2 separate regions of the Gossypium hirsutum genome follow, and region 1 is linked to region 2. A link is a contact called in public Hi-C data. All regions are on one chromosome and are shown on one strand. Each heading gives the region's core, a stretch centred on a gene start, on an enhancer-like site or on the middle of the called end of the contact. The rest is flanking DNA. Distances are from core to core; before and after follow the strand shown.

Evidence for each region. A called contact is a pair of places that touch in the nucleus more often than the background predicts.
Region 1: a Hi-C map of leaf shows a contact between it and region 2, with 5 times the contacts expected there. The contact joins the promoter of LOC107939334 here to the enhancer-like site in region 2. A contact is called at or near these places in 8 of 34 Hi-C or Micro-C datasets (anther, leaf and petal).

Annotation. Positions count from the first base shown.
Region 1 is chrD11:60,975,503-60,982,017 of Gossypium_hirsutum_v2.1, reverse strand. It overlaps LOC107939334 (gamma conglutin 1), which reads right to left and starts at 2,857. Exons shown (of 2, transcript XM_041104336.1): 1 at 2,383-2,857; 2 at 1,937-2,130. The coding sequence starts at 2,857. The coding sequence ends at 1,937. LOC107939333 (heavy metal-associated isoprenylated plant protein 34) reads right to left here and starts at 6,304. Exons shown (of 4, transcript XM_016872657.2): 1 at 5,958-6,304; 2 at 5,762-5,843; 3 at 4,710-5,677; 4 at 3,888-4,707. The coding sequence starts at 5,987. The coding sequence ends at 4,201.
Region 2 is chrD11:60,936,493-60,942,349 of Gossypium_hirsutum_v2.1, reverse strand. No RefSeq gene overlaps it. Among protein-coding and RNA genes, the nearest start is that of LOC107939327, 16 kb to the right of the region's middle. Within about 2 kb of position 2,114, at least 7 of the 9 cell types and tissues checked have an H3K27ac peak or open chromatin away from gene starts, as enhancers often do. A contact at or near this core is called in leaf, where this site is marked.

The DNA.
Region 1 (6,515 bases), core at 1,608-4,107, 39 kb before region 2:
GAGATAAATTTACATTCCATTCGTGATTATGTTGAAAGAATTTTTTTTGTTGAGGCAGTTTATGAAAAATGCCTAGGAGTAGTGTCTACTGGTGTCTGACATTGATCAACATCATAACTTGCTATATATGGACTTAGCAATTTTAGGAACAAAATCATTGAGCTATGACCATGGTTGATACTTTGGACTTGTTCAAGCCGATTTATGATATCCAAACCTATTATAGGAATACATCTTAAAGATTGGTTTGGATTGAATTAATGAAATTGACTTTCCTATTTTGAGAAGATTGGACTAGATCGGATAACTGGGTAACATCTCCTAAGGATTTGAATATCTATCTTGGTCATATTGAAGATGTTATCCCTACTGATTATCTTGCTATTTTAATAAGAAGATTGAATATAAGTGATCTTTATCTTAACAAGTGTTAACTTCTAATATATTAAAAGGCTTGTGTAGGTAAAGGAGTGTAAAGAGTTTTAGTAGTTATTCTATTCTTTAGAACTTATTTTTCAGAGTGCATTTTGTAAGTAATCAAGTGAGTCATTTGGTTTACAAACTAAGTTTTCAAGGGGGAATTAGAGGAAAATTATCTAAATCTTAGGTGTAAAAGTAAGGTTAATAATGTGGTGAGTATTAGAACTTGCAATCATTTGTTGTAGGAGGTGTTAAGATAGTAGATTTTCTTTTTAGGTAAGGCCTCGTAGATGTATGAAAACTGAACTATGTAAACATATCATTGTGCTCATCTTTGTTCTTCATCAATGCCTGGAGTAGTTGACACTGCTCGTAGCACTGCTTCTAAAATTGCTCAAGTTACTTGCAATTGTCCTTTTTTTTCAAATATGAATGTCACTCGCATTCCTACAATCAATCAAATTATTGACACACGTATAAAAGCACAACCCAAATCAATCTTCATGCATAACCTCAAGAAGTTAGGTGTTGCTCCACAACCTCAAACTTAAGAGGGCGTATTGATTGACCTAGTCAGTAATTAAATTTTTTTTCTAAATTTTAATTTTAAAATTTATTTGAGTTATCTCCTTTTTCTATGAATTTTGTTGATAATTTATGTGTATAAATATATGTCCACTCAAGGAATAAAGCACAACCCACTTTTATCTTTTTCATAAACATTTTTACTTCTTCATTCTCTTCTTTTATTCAATAATTTTTTTTAGGTATAAAATTTTTAGCGTTTATCTTCAGTCATATAAAACTTGACTTTGTTTAAAATAATGTAAAATATTTATAAAAGGATAAGGATAAAAATGTACAATAAAGAATTTCATAGTTTAAAAAATTAGGCCAATGTATTATTTGTACTCCAAAATTGTACTCAATTATCACTTCAATATCAAATTGATACAAAAAAAAATTTAATACCTAAGTGACAATTAGGTACAACTTTGGGGGGCAAATAGTACATTCACCCTTTAAAATTTACATTTATCAAACAAACACTACTTAATTTGAAGTAGCACACCAAAATAATTTTATAATTTAAAGGGTTAATTGCATTAAATATCCTCAAACTATGATTCTCATTCTAAATTAATTTTTAAAGTTCAAAACATTCTAATTACATCCCTAAACTATCGATGTTATGTCAATCAGGTCCTTATATTATTAAAATCATTAATTTCATTGCATCATGGGAAGTTGTACAACAGATGTCAAAATCGAGAGTCAAGATTGAGGGATGATGTTCTGGTCTAGAAAATAGAGAAGAAGCCCCCTCAAATGAAGTGTCTGAGGTTACTTAAACTATAGTTATTTCGGGCTGAATAATCGGGTTAGATCTTGAGTCGAATCCCAGGTCAGGTCCTTGTATAGTTTTTTATAGTTGTATAACATAATACCAGCTAAAGATCAACTACTAGCAAGCACAAACTAATATATGCAATGGGCTAAAACAAAATCATTCTCTTTATGGAATAGCAGTGAAGTTTAAGTTATTACAAGAAGTCCTAAAAAACAACAGGGAAGAGCTGAAACCCAGCCTTGATCTTGCCATGTCAAACTGTATAAGATTATTCTCCATTTGGTAAGCCCCAATAACAATTGCAGCTCGAGTGTTAAGTCCCCCATCAACAAAGGCTAAGCAAGAAACTCCTGGTGTAGCTTCAACCAGAGAGTTCGATCCGTAAATCCTCCATATAACATGTTGGTCATGGAGCACTAGGTCGATATTAGGAACCTTTGGTCAGACCCTAGTTCTTTTGTCGATACTTTTCGAGTTAAAACAAACCTCAAAAGGTTCCACTAGCTTTACTAGGGGAATACTAGAGAGCTCTTTAGTGAAAAATTCAGTGACGGATTTGAAGATCGAGTGTTCGAGAATGGTGTAAGGATTTATTGTGCTAAGCTTTGTACCTCCAATGCCTCGTCTATCGATGGATAACAGAGTTGTGTTTAATGGAACATCCTTGTTATTTATTTTGATTGATTTCACTTCTATGTAGTACTCTCCTAGTGGACTAATGATCAATGGAGTGTAGCCTACAGGGAGTGAAATATCAAGACCAGGAAGCATATAATAAGGGCTATCCCCAAAGAAAATGGCCCCATTTGGAGCTAGACATAAGGCAAATGTTGGGGCAAAGCCAGCATATCCAAAGTGTGAGGCAAGTTGAGTGGGTAGAGAAATAGGGGAATACCCTAATCCAGCTACCCCTTGAACATTCCCTGGTAACACTGGTTGCAGCAAAAGGGAAGGTGCACAAGTGAACAAGAACCGAGGTATCTTAACAAGGGGACCAGGGTTAGACCCTTGAGTGGAATAGATTGACAGAACATCTTGTGCAAGCTCGCTCATGGCAGTTAGGCCCGTCACGGGGTTCACCGACATGAGCCCACATGTGTTGTTGTGGCACCCCGGTCTGGCCTTGGAGAAGCAAGTGTGGCAATAGTGTGTGTTGGCTCTAGCACATTATGTCGAATAGCATCAAGGGGCATGGTAGGTCGAAGAAAGGTAGTTTTGTTCACAAGTAACCCATAATAACCTCCCATTCAAGTCCACAACAAATGGGATTTGCAATAATGGAGTTCTTTTATAAATGTTGGCAACATAGAGATTGGTCTTGTTATCTTGGTGAATTGGCAAAACAAACTTGTTTAGCTTGGAACTTGTTTGGGATTGTGATAAAAGGGTGAAAGAAGAAATGGAAAGGAAAATGAGAAGAAAATAAAGGGAAGAAGAAGCCATGAATGGAACAAGGAAAAGGTTAAGCAGGAGGGCATCAAAAGGTGTTATTTATTGGCAATTTAGTTCTTAAAATCAAGGCATCTTTGTGTCGTGGCATTTCTCATGTGAAGGTTCATGCGTGATTTGCATTTAGTTACCTGAAAATCAGGCTTTGAAACATGTGAATCGTGAACTCATAGAAGGCTCCATGGACCTTACTGGCTTTGCCTAGAATTAGAGACCATTGTTGTGTACAAGTAACATATTTATTTTCTCGTATACATCAATGACATCATAAAATGACCTAAAAACCCGTTACCTAAATTTCATAGACAAAGACAGCTGAAAACTTGTTCATGCCTTTCAAAAGTAGGCTCAAGTTCTTGGCTATAGTGCAACTCCACTAATTGGGTTCCATGGTATAAATGGCTAATAAAAAGTAGTGGCAGAGATGGGTGATGGGCTCATGGCTTCTAAACAAAAACTAGAAAACGCAAAAGTAAAGGACAAATGCCTAAAAAGTTGAACATTGTTATAAAATGAGTATGAAAACACTTCACCTTCTAAACTGAAAAAGCAAGATAGCCCTCTCAATGGAATTTCTTCAAAGCAAAAATAATTGAAGATTGCAATCATAAGAAAGAAAAATGGGGAAGTCAAAACCAGAAAACCAAATGGACCCTTTAGATAGGGATTGATGCCCAACCATGTTCTTTTTTATATTTGAAACCAACAATACATAAAAACCTACATTTGGTACATCTTTTGAGAAAGCAACTATATATACTTCATTATATATCCCTCAAACTTTAACTACACTTCTGTTCTACATAGTGACCCAAAGACTGTTTGGGGAATGACTATAGGGAAAACTAAACATTTTCCATTGGCAAGAAAAACATAAGCAAATGTCTTCTTGAACCTCGCAAAGCATGTATAAAAAGCACCCTAAAAAGAAAAACCCAAAAGCAAAGAAGGGAGAAAATGGCACTAAAATGGGGAAAATTTTACATGATACTACAGCTGTTTGCGTTTTCATCACTGAAGTAATGAGCATAAGATTCAGATGGGGGTGGATGCATGGGTGGAGGTCCATAATTTGGTTGGGGATATGGTTGATGAGCATACATCATGGGTGGATACATCCCTCCATTTGCACGTTGTTGGTTCATCATCATGGCTGCCATATATTGAGGCTGATTATAAGGATTTCCTGGTCCCATCCCTTGATAATACCCACCACCATTATTCATTGCTGCTGGTAGTCCTTGCACTGCAGCAAAATTACTCATCTGGTTCATCGGATGGTTTCCCATTTGGCCCATGTTATAACCCATCTGACCACCCATTGAACCCATGTGACCCATCTGACCTCCCATTTGGCCCATCTGCCCCATATTCTTACCGCCGCCGGCGGCACCACCCCCACCCCCACCTCCTTTGCCATTATTAATAACATCAATGTCTTGAAACCCACCACTTTTAATTTTGTTCATCATCTCATGGCCCCACCACCACCATTTTTGCCTCCACCCTTTTTAGCTCCATGGCCATTATTGTTTCCACCACCACCATTGCCTCCATTTCCATTGTGGGAACCTTTGTTTTTACCACCACTACCATCCCATTCATTTTTACCCTTACTTGAAAAATCTTTTTCACCTTTATCCTTCTTGAAAAATCCAAGCAAACCACCACCACCTCCTCCTTTTTTACCACTCTTTTTATCTCCTTCCCCATTGTTTCCTTTCCCTCCTTTGTTCTTTTCACCACCTCCTTTCTTTCCTCCATTACCATGCTTCCCACCTTCAAAATCCCCCATGCCTTTCATTAACATAGGCATATCAATACCTCCTCCTTTCTTACCATTATCCCCACCACCACCACCTCCTTTCTTACCATTCATGGCAAGGCCATTAATCATGCCATTTGGCCCTTTTCCCCCCATAGCTACCATCTTGTTTTGCATTTGATGATTCCCTTTCCCATGGCCATGTCCATGACCAAATTCCTCATCATCAAAATCATCATCAAACTCATCATCGAACTCATCATCAAATTCATCATCGAACTCATCATCAAAATCATCATCACTTCCATCTAAATCATCCTCAGGCAACTGAAACTTCACAGATTTCTGGTCTTTGGAAGGGTTAAACCCTTGCATCATCATTTGCTGTATCTGTTGGTGTGTAAATTGCTGCCCACCTTTCTGCTGGTTATTCCCACCACCACCACCACCACCACCCCCACCCCCACCCTTTTGGGATTTGTTGTCTTTCCCACCTTTGCCACCATCCAAGTTCATGTTCTTGAACTGGTTGGCTAGCTGGTTTGGGAAATTGTTTGGACCCTTTTGAGCCCCTCCCAGTAGCTGTGCATGTTTCCCTGACTTCTGCAGCTTCTTAATGAGTATAACCGGATCAACATTACCAGTCACTGTTACCTTCCCTTGCTCAGCATTTATACTAGTGGTATACACCCCTAAACCATAAATAAAAGAAAAATCAATAACCCAAAAGGAAAAAAAAAAACTTAGATAAAACCATATGGAATCAACATGCATACCATCAACTTTCTGCAATAGTTTCCTTATTTTCTGCTTACACCCATCACAGCTACACTGTATGTTAACTTTCAGAACCCAAGTCTGAACCCAAAAAAAAACACAGAAACAGTGTTAAAACAAAAACAAAAACAAGGAAATATAATTACAGCATTATTGGGAAAAAAAACAGTGACATAACTAAACTAAATCAAGTACCTGAAACTTCATGACATCTTGTTTATTCATCCTTTAATGAAACAGAAGGGAAAAAAAAAGATGAAAGAAAACTGAAACTTCTATGCTTCTTAGTTTGGGAAACAAAGAAATAAAAACCCTTTTAGCTACAAGATTTTTAAGAAAGGTAAGAGCTTAAAGGCGGTTGGTAGGCATTAAAACGCTTCTCTTTTAGCTTTGTAAAGCCTTTGTATTTAGAGAAGAGAGCAAGGAAAGAGAGAGATAAGGCGGTTGCAGGAGAGGCAAGGTATCTTCAAGATTTTAAATATAAAAAGAAATGAAAATAAAAATAATGAAAAAACAGCCTAGCTTAGGTTCTTGCTAGTATGAGCTCAGTTCAGTGTGGCTTGGCTTTATACTATTTGAAGCTTCCTAAAGTGATTTACAGCCAATTTTAATTTTTTAATGAAAAAGGAAGAAAATTTTAATTCTTGTGCCACAGTGGAACACTTGGGTTTTAAGTGGTTGTATTAACTTTAGTAATTGAACTATTTAATAATATAAAACTATGCATTAACATAATCTTTTTTATTTCTCCAC
Region 2 (5,857 bases), core at 865-3,364:
TGATATTTAAGCAATTTTTTTCATGTTATTTATACACAATTTTAGTAATTTTTTTAACTTGAATCCTGAGCCTAACCCTTGAACTCGAAATTCTGAATCTCGAACCTCAAACCTTAAACCTTGAACATTGAACTTGGTCTTTTGGTTTAAGGTTCAAGGCTCAAGTTCGGGGTTCAAGGTTAAGATCGAGGTTCAAGTTAAAAAGGTTACTAAAATTATGTATCAATGACATAATTTTTTTTAAATAATTAAAAAAATACATAATAACGTGATATATTAATTCATACAATCCTTTCTCAGGTTGTAAGTGAGGTTTTCCTTTTTTTCCTTTTCAAACCATAGCAGCATAAAATTTTAGCTGGACACCACAATAATAGCTTAACCTCCACATGGGCATATATTTGAATTTTTTAATGTAAACTAATTTTAATATAAATATATTTTAAAATAAATTTAATCAAAGGCTATTATAATTTATTATTTTTATTATATAAACAAATATTAATGTTATAATAGTTTAATAAATATATAAATCTTATATTTTATATGAATGAATTATAAACAAGTAGATATATATACCAATTGTTATAAAAAATAAATTAACCATAAAAAAATTAAAAAATATTTTATCATTTAATTTAATAAGTAATTTAAAATAATTAAAAAAATATTTAAAAATTTTATTTTATTAAATAAAATTACAAATTCAAATATTTTTAATAATTTTATAAAAATAAAATAATTTAAAAACTTCTATTATATATAATTTCTAATCTAATATCTTTAATAATTATATTCTATTTTCACCTTATCATTACATTTACTTTTGAATCCAAACATACACCTTACTAAAGTTTTTCATTTCAGCGTTACAATAATTAATTTCACTATCACTATTGTTTTTAACCTCACTGGAGACAAACACATCGCCAATCTAAAAGAAGCCTTAAGCTCCATTTAATATCCGAGAATATTTTCTATTTTCATTTTAGAAAATAACTAATTTTCTAAACATGTTTAATAAAAATAAAAACTTCTAGTATTAAAAAGAATTAACAAGTGGTTGGATATAATGGTAACACATTACACTTCTAAGAGGAAAACATATGTTCAAACATTGGAGATAATATTGTTGAGAAGCGCAATCACAAACCTTGAATATGAACGGTAAAATCGACATGCAAAAGAAAGTGATAAATTTATGTGTTGGACAACTGGATATGATAATATCTTATGAATTTATTTCCGGAAAAATGTACAAGTTAAATGTTATTGTCAATTCTTACAAAGCAATAATAGAGTACAATAAATACTTATTCGTAGCATATTACTGAAGTTAGGTTATGGCCATGGAGAAAATTTATTCAACTCTAAAATGAGAAGGAACAAAAATTCCTTATTAGTCCCCATCTTTTCATTCTCATCTAATAATTGAACCAACTGAAAATTTTCCCTATTTTCAACCAAAAAAAAGTTAGAAATGGTAAGTAGGGATACAAATACCTATTTATCAGAAAATAGGTTAGTATAATTGATTTCACATATTTCGGATTTATAATTTAAAGATGCTAAATGGGTTGAATAAAAAAATTAAAAATCGAGGTGTTTGGATAATTTATAGAATACAAATTAAAAATTAAGAAAACCCGAACAAATTAAATCAACCATGAAGCTAATCCTAGTACACAATGTCACAATTTGCTATATATAAATCATGATGGTTTATTTGAATAGGTTTGGAAATTAGTAAGGTTCAAATAAGTGGAGCAAATTGGTTGCCAATTGCCATCTTCTCATTGAAGCAAAAGGATAAAAGAAGGAAGGAAATTGAGCATGAACAGAAAAGCAAAAGATATTTTTTTTATTTAAACATATTAAAGGAAAAGAGAAAAGAAGAAGAAGAAAGAAGTGCTTGAAAAAAAATATTACAGAGAAGGACAGTGACATGTTTTTTTCACAGCTAGTTGACAATTAAGTTGGGTCCCTCAAAGCACAAGGGTGGTGGTGGGTTACCCTTAAATCAGGGACAACAAAAAAAGAGAACAGCTTCAATGGCAGTGACCTTTATGAGCTGAGACCCTGTCTGAAGGGTCCCCAAACAAGCAAGAGCCATTATTTGACTGGTAGTACCCTTCCTTCTGTTGGACAGTCACCTCATGCTGCACACAGGCTCAGCCTTGTGTGTGTGTTTTATTTTGTGATAAGATTTTGTGGTAAGGTTGGTATTGGTGACAGGCTGACAGCCAAATGTTAGTAATTTGATAAGGTTGAGTGGTTCATTCAGTCCAGTGTGTTTGGTTGGACCCATCACCATGAACCATGCCAAACCAACAGGCTAGCCTAGTGTAACACATGATTGGTTCTGGTTCTTGTGTTAGATAAGATATTAATTAATCCCTCAACTAATCCCACTGTTCCACTACTCATTTCTTTATTTTAATCTTTGGGTTGGATTTTAAAACTATTTGGAAGATCTCATCAGATTTCCAAACATAAAAGATTGATTTAAAGAGGATTTATGGTAAAATGACCTTTCCGAACTCTCTATTTTAACATTGAGTAAATTGGTATATTTTTAAAAAATTAAAGTAATTTAATTACTGTCAATTTCGAAAGTGAGCAATTAAGAACAATTAATCACCACATTAATATTTTTCATCAATTGTACATGATCTTGATTGATATAAATAAATTTAGCCCTCATATTTTATATATTCTGTCAACTTGGTCCTGATTTAACAAATTTAACCCCATTATGTGAATGTTGATTTTTTTAGAATTAAGATTAAATTGACAAAATATGCAAACATCAAGAGCTAAATTTTTTATTATACCAATCGAAATTATGTTGTGATTAATTACCTTTAAGTACTTATTTTCAAAGTTAATAGGGATTAAATTGCATTAATTTGTTTAGAGGAGCTAATTTGCTCAATATTAAAATTGAAAAGAATTGAAAATGTCTTTTTACCATTAATAACCCACAATTAGACTAAGCTTTCTTTTCCAGATTTTTAGATGTCTAATAATTACATCGAACTCTTTACTACTTAACGTAACACGCATACGTAATGGATCATTCTATAACTGGTTTGTTACCCTAAACCCAGAATTTAAGGCATAAAAACTAATAAAATTGACAATACAATATGCATACACTAACCTGTGTTTTGATTTGAATGGTTTCGAACACCTAACCAAGACTTCTATTGATGTTTATAGATTGGGACATGGAATGATAATGGAAGCTGAACCTTGAGGATAACACAGAAGGTTGATGTCCTCAAATTACCTAATTTCACTGTAATGGACAAATCATGCTAAAGGGGGGGGGGGTTTAAAAGAAAAAAAATCGGCCAAACATTGCTTTTGGACCACTGCAATATATCTTTCTTTGAAAAAGATGATGATTTTGAATCTGGATATTAAAACGTGAGATGAATGAAAAGTTGCGTTTTATTCATACCAAAAGTTAATAATTATTATTATTTTTGTCTCGATTTTTTATTTTTATTTACTCCGAGCAGTTTACTCAGAAATTGGTGCAATTTTTACGTTCAAAACGGTATATTGACTAATTTTTATTTCAATTGATTCGATCAATTGATTTGATTCGACTCAAACAACATTGTCAATATTATTTAGATTTGAGTTGAGAACTAAATATGTTTATGAGAAGAGATTATCTGAAACTATGATTTCACGCCATCCCTATTCCTATCCCATTTCCAATAGGAGAATGACAAATCAGATTTTTCCTCTTGATTTTCAATTTTTTTTCTCCTAAAAAATTCAAATCCAACTAAAAATGTTAAAAGTTCAGGAGGAAAATTTTGATTTGTCGTTTTCTTATTGGAAAGAGATAGAGATGACGTAGAATCACAGTTTTATACCATCCTTTCTTTTATGTGTATATATATATGTCCAACTTGGGTTAATTTAATATATATATTTACATCAAGGATGATTTCTTGACTATGTTTCACTATATGATGAATACATGTTGTAAACATGAATAGTCAAAAGAAAAAGAAAAATAAAGAGTGGGACTAAAATGAAAATACCCCCAATAATGACTTCAAAGAACTGGCTCAAGCTACCTTGACTCAACTACCTTTGAATTTCATTCCAAGTATAAATTCAACAAGAGAGAAATATATCCGTAAATCAAAGGCTAATTGGTAGTTAACCGGATTCTTCTTTTGCTTTAGATTTTTTTTGGTAAACTACATTTTGATTAAATTATTGATAAATTTATATTTTGATAATTTAATTTTAAAAAAATTATAAAATAATTATTAAATTATTCGAAAGTTTTTATTCAAGTGATCGGGCTCTTAAAATCATCGTTGTATGACTTCTTTGTTTGCACTGCCTGCGCTAAATGAAAACTCTCATTCCCCTTTTTTTCTACAGTTCAATTGTTTTTCTATGAAACAACTTTAAACGTCACAAATCTATGAACCAAAATCTAAATACCTTTCTTTTCTGATCTTCAACACTGATCGTTTTTTCTACTCATCCATAGACACTGATCCACCGTACCAATCGTCAAATTGTCACTTAGAGTTGGCAAGTCAGATTTTAGAAAAAAATCTTAACATCCCAGTAACTTAAATAAAAACTTTCAAATAATTTACTGATCACTTTATAACTTTTTTAAAATTAAGTGACCAAATCTTAAATTTACTAATAATTTAATAATTTAAACATAATTTATTTATTTATTTAAAATATTTCTAAGTTTACAAAGAAATTGATTCTGTGTCTTAAGACTACCAGGTAGCCTGTTAGTAGGTGGAATTTGTGGTAGCTACAAGTCCAATAAAGCAGACTATAAGTCTATAACCTAACCATGGACCATTCAAATATAAAAAGCATGGGAATCAATAAAACACTGACTATTTTTTTTTTTACTTTTGAATGTGTGTGTGTGAGACAGGGGATCGATTCTGTCATGCCATGCAAATGCTGCAGCCGACATGAAATTCGAGCCCAAACCTTTTTTTTTTTTGGCTGTAATAAAGAACAAGAACAATCCCAACAAAGATTCAAATTCTACATAATATAAGAGCAAAAACCCTTGTTTCTTTTTTGCACTTTAAGATACCATTCAAAGACAAGAGTTTTCACTTTTCACTTTTGTCCCCCTCATTCTCACAACATTGAAACGATCTTCAATGAAAACTTTAATAAATTCCCAAGCTTCTTCTTCTTCTTCTTCTTTTAATTTTTTTTGGCTTACTTGTACTGCAAGTATTCTTCTCTGCCTTTTTTCTGTTCCATTAGCCTTAAAAGAGAAACATGGACAATGAGCGAGAGAGGAACATTTCAGGCTTTAACTCGACAGGCTTTGTTTTCTTCCCAGACATGACAAAAATTTGTAAGAAAACATAACATGATAGGAATTTTTGTTTCTTCTTTTAATTTTCTGGTATCCTTGTAAACTACTGGATTAGGTTTGGTTCTGCAATAAGAAATGTAAGAGCTTGCAAGGCAATGTATTGCTGATTTGTTAAGAGTCCAAAGAAGAATCCCAGATATAGATTTTGTTGTCTGTTCTTAATTTTGATTGCAGTTTCAGTTGTTGTTTTAACACATTTCGAGAAACAAAGGAGTTGTATATGCAGGGCAAAACATAGCCTACTCTAATAGGTTAAATTCTGCCATTACTCTCTGTATTTTACTAAACTTATGGGTTTAGTCATTATATTTTCATTTAGTTATTTTTACTTTTATACACTTTTTCAAATTTTCAAATTTTAATTTTCCAAAAATAATAATTATTAAATTAATGTATATATTTTTTTAAAATTTGATATAGCAATCATATGTCACACAACCCTAATTTAAGTAT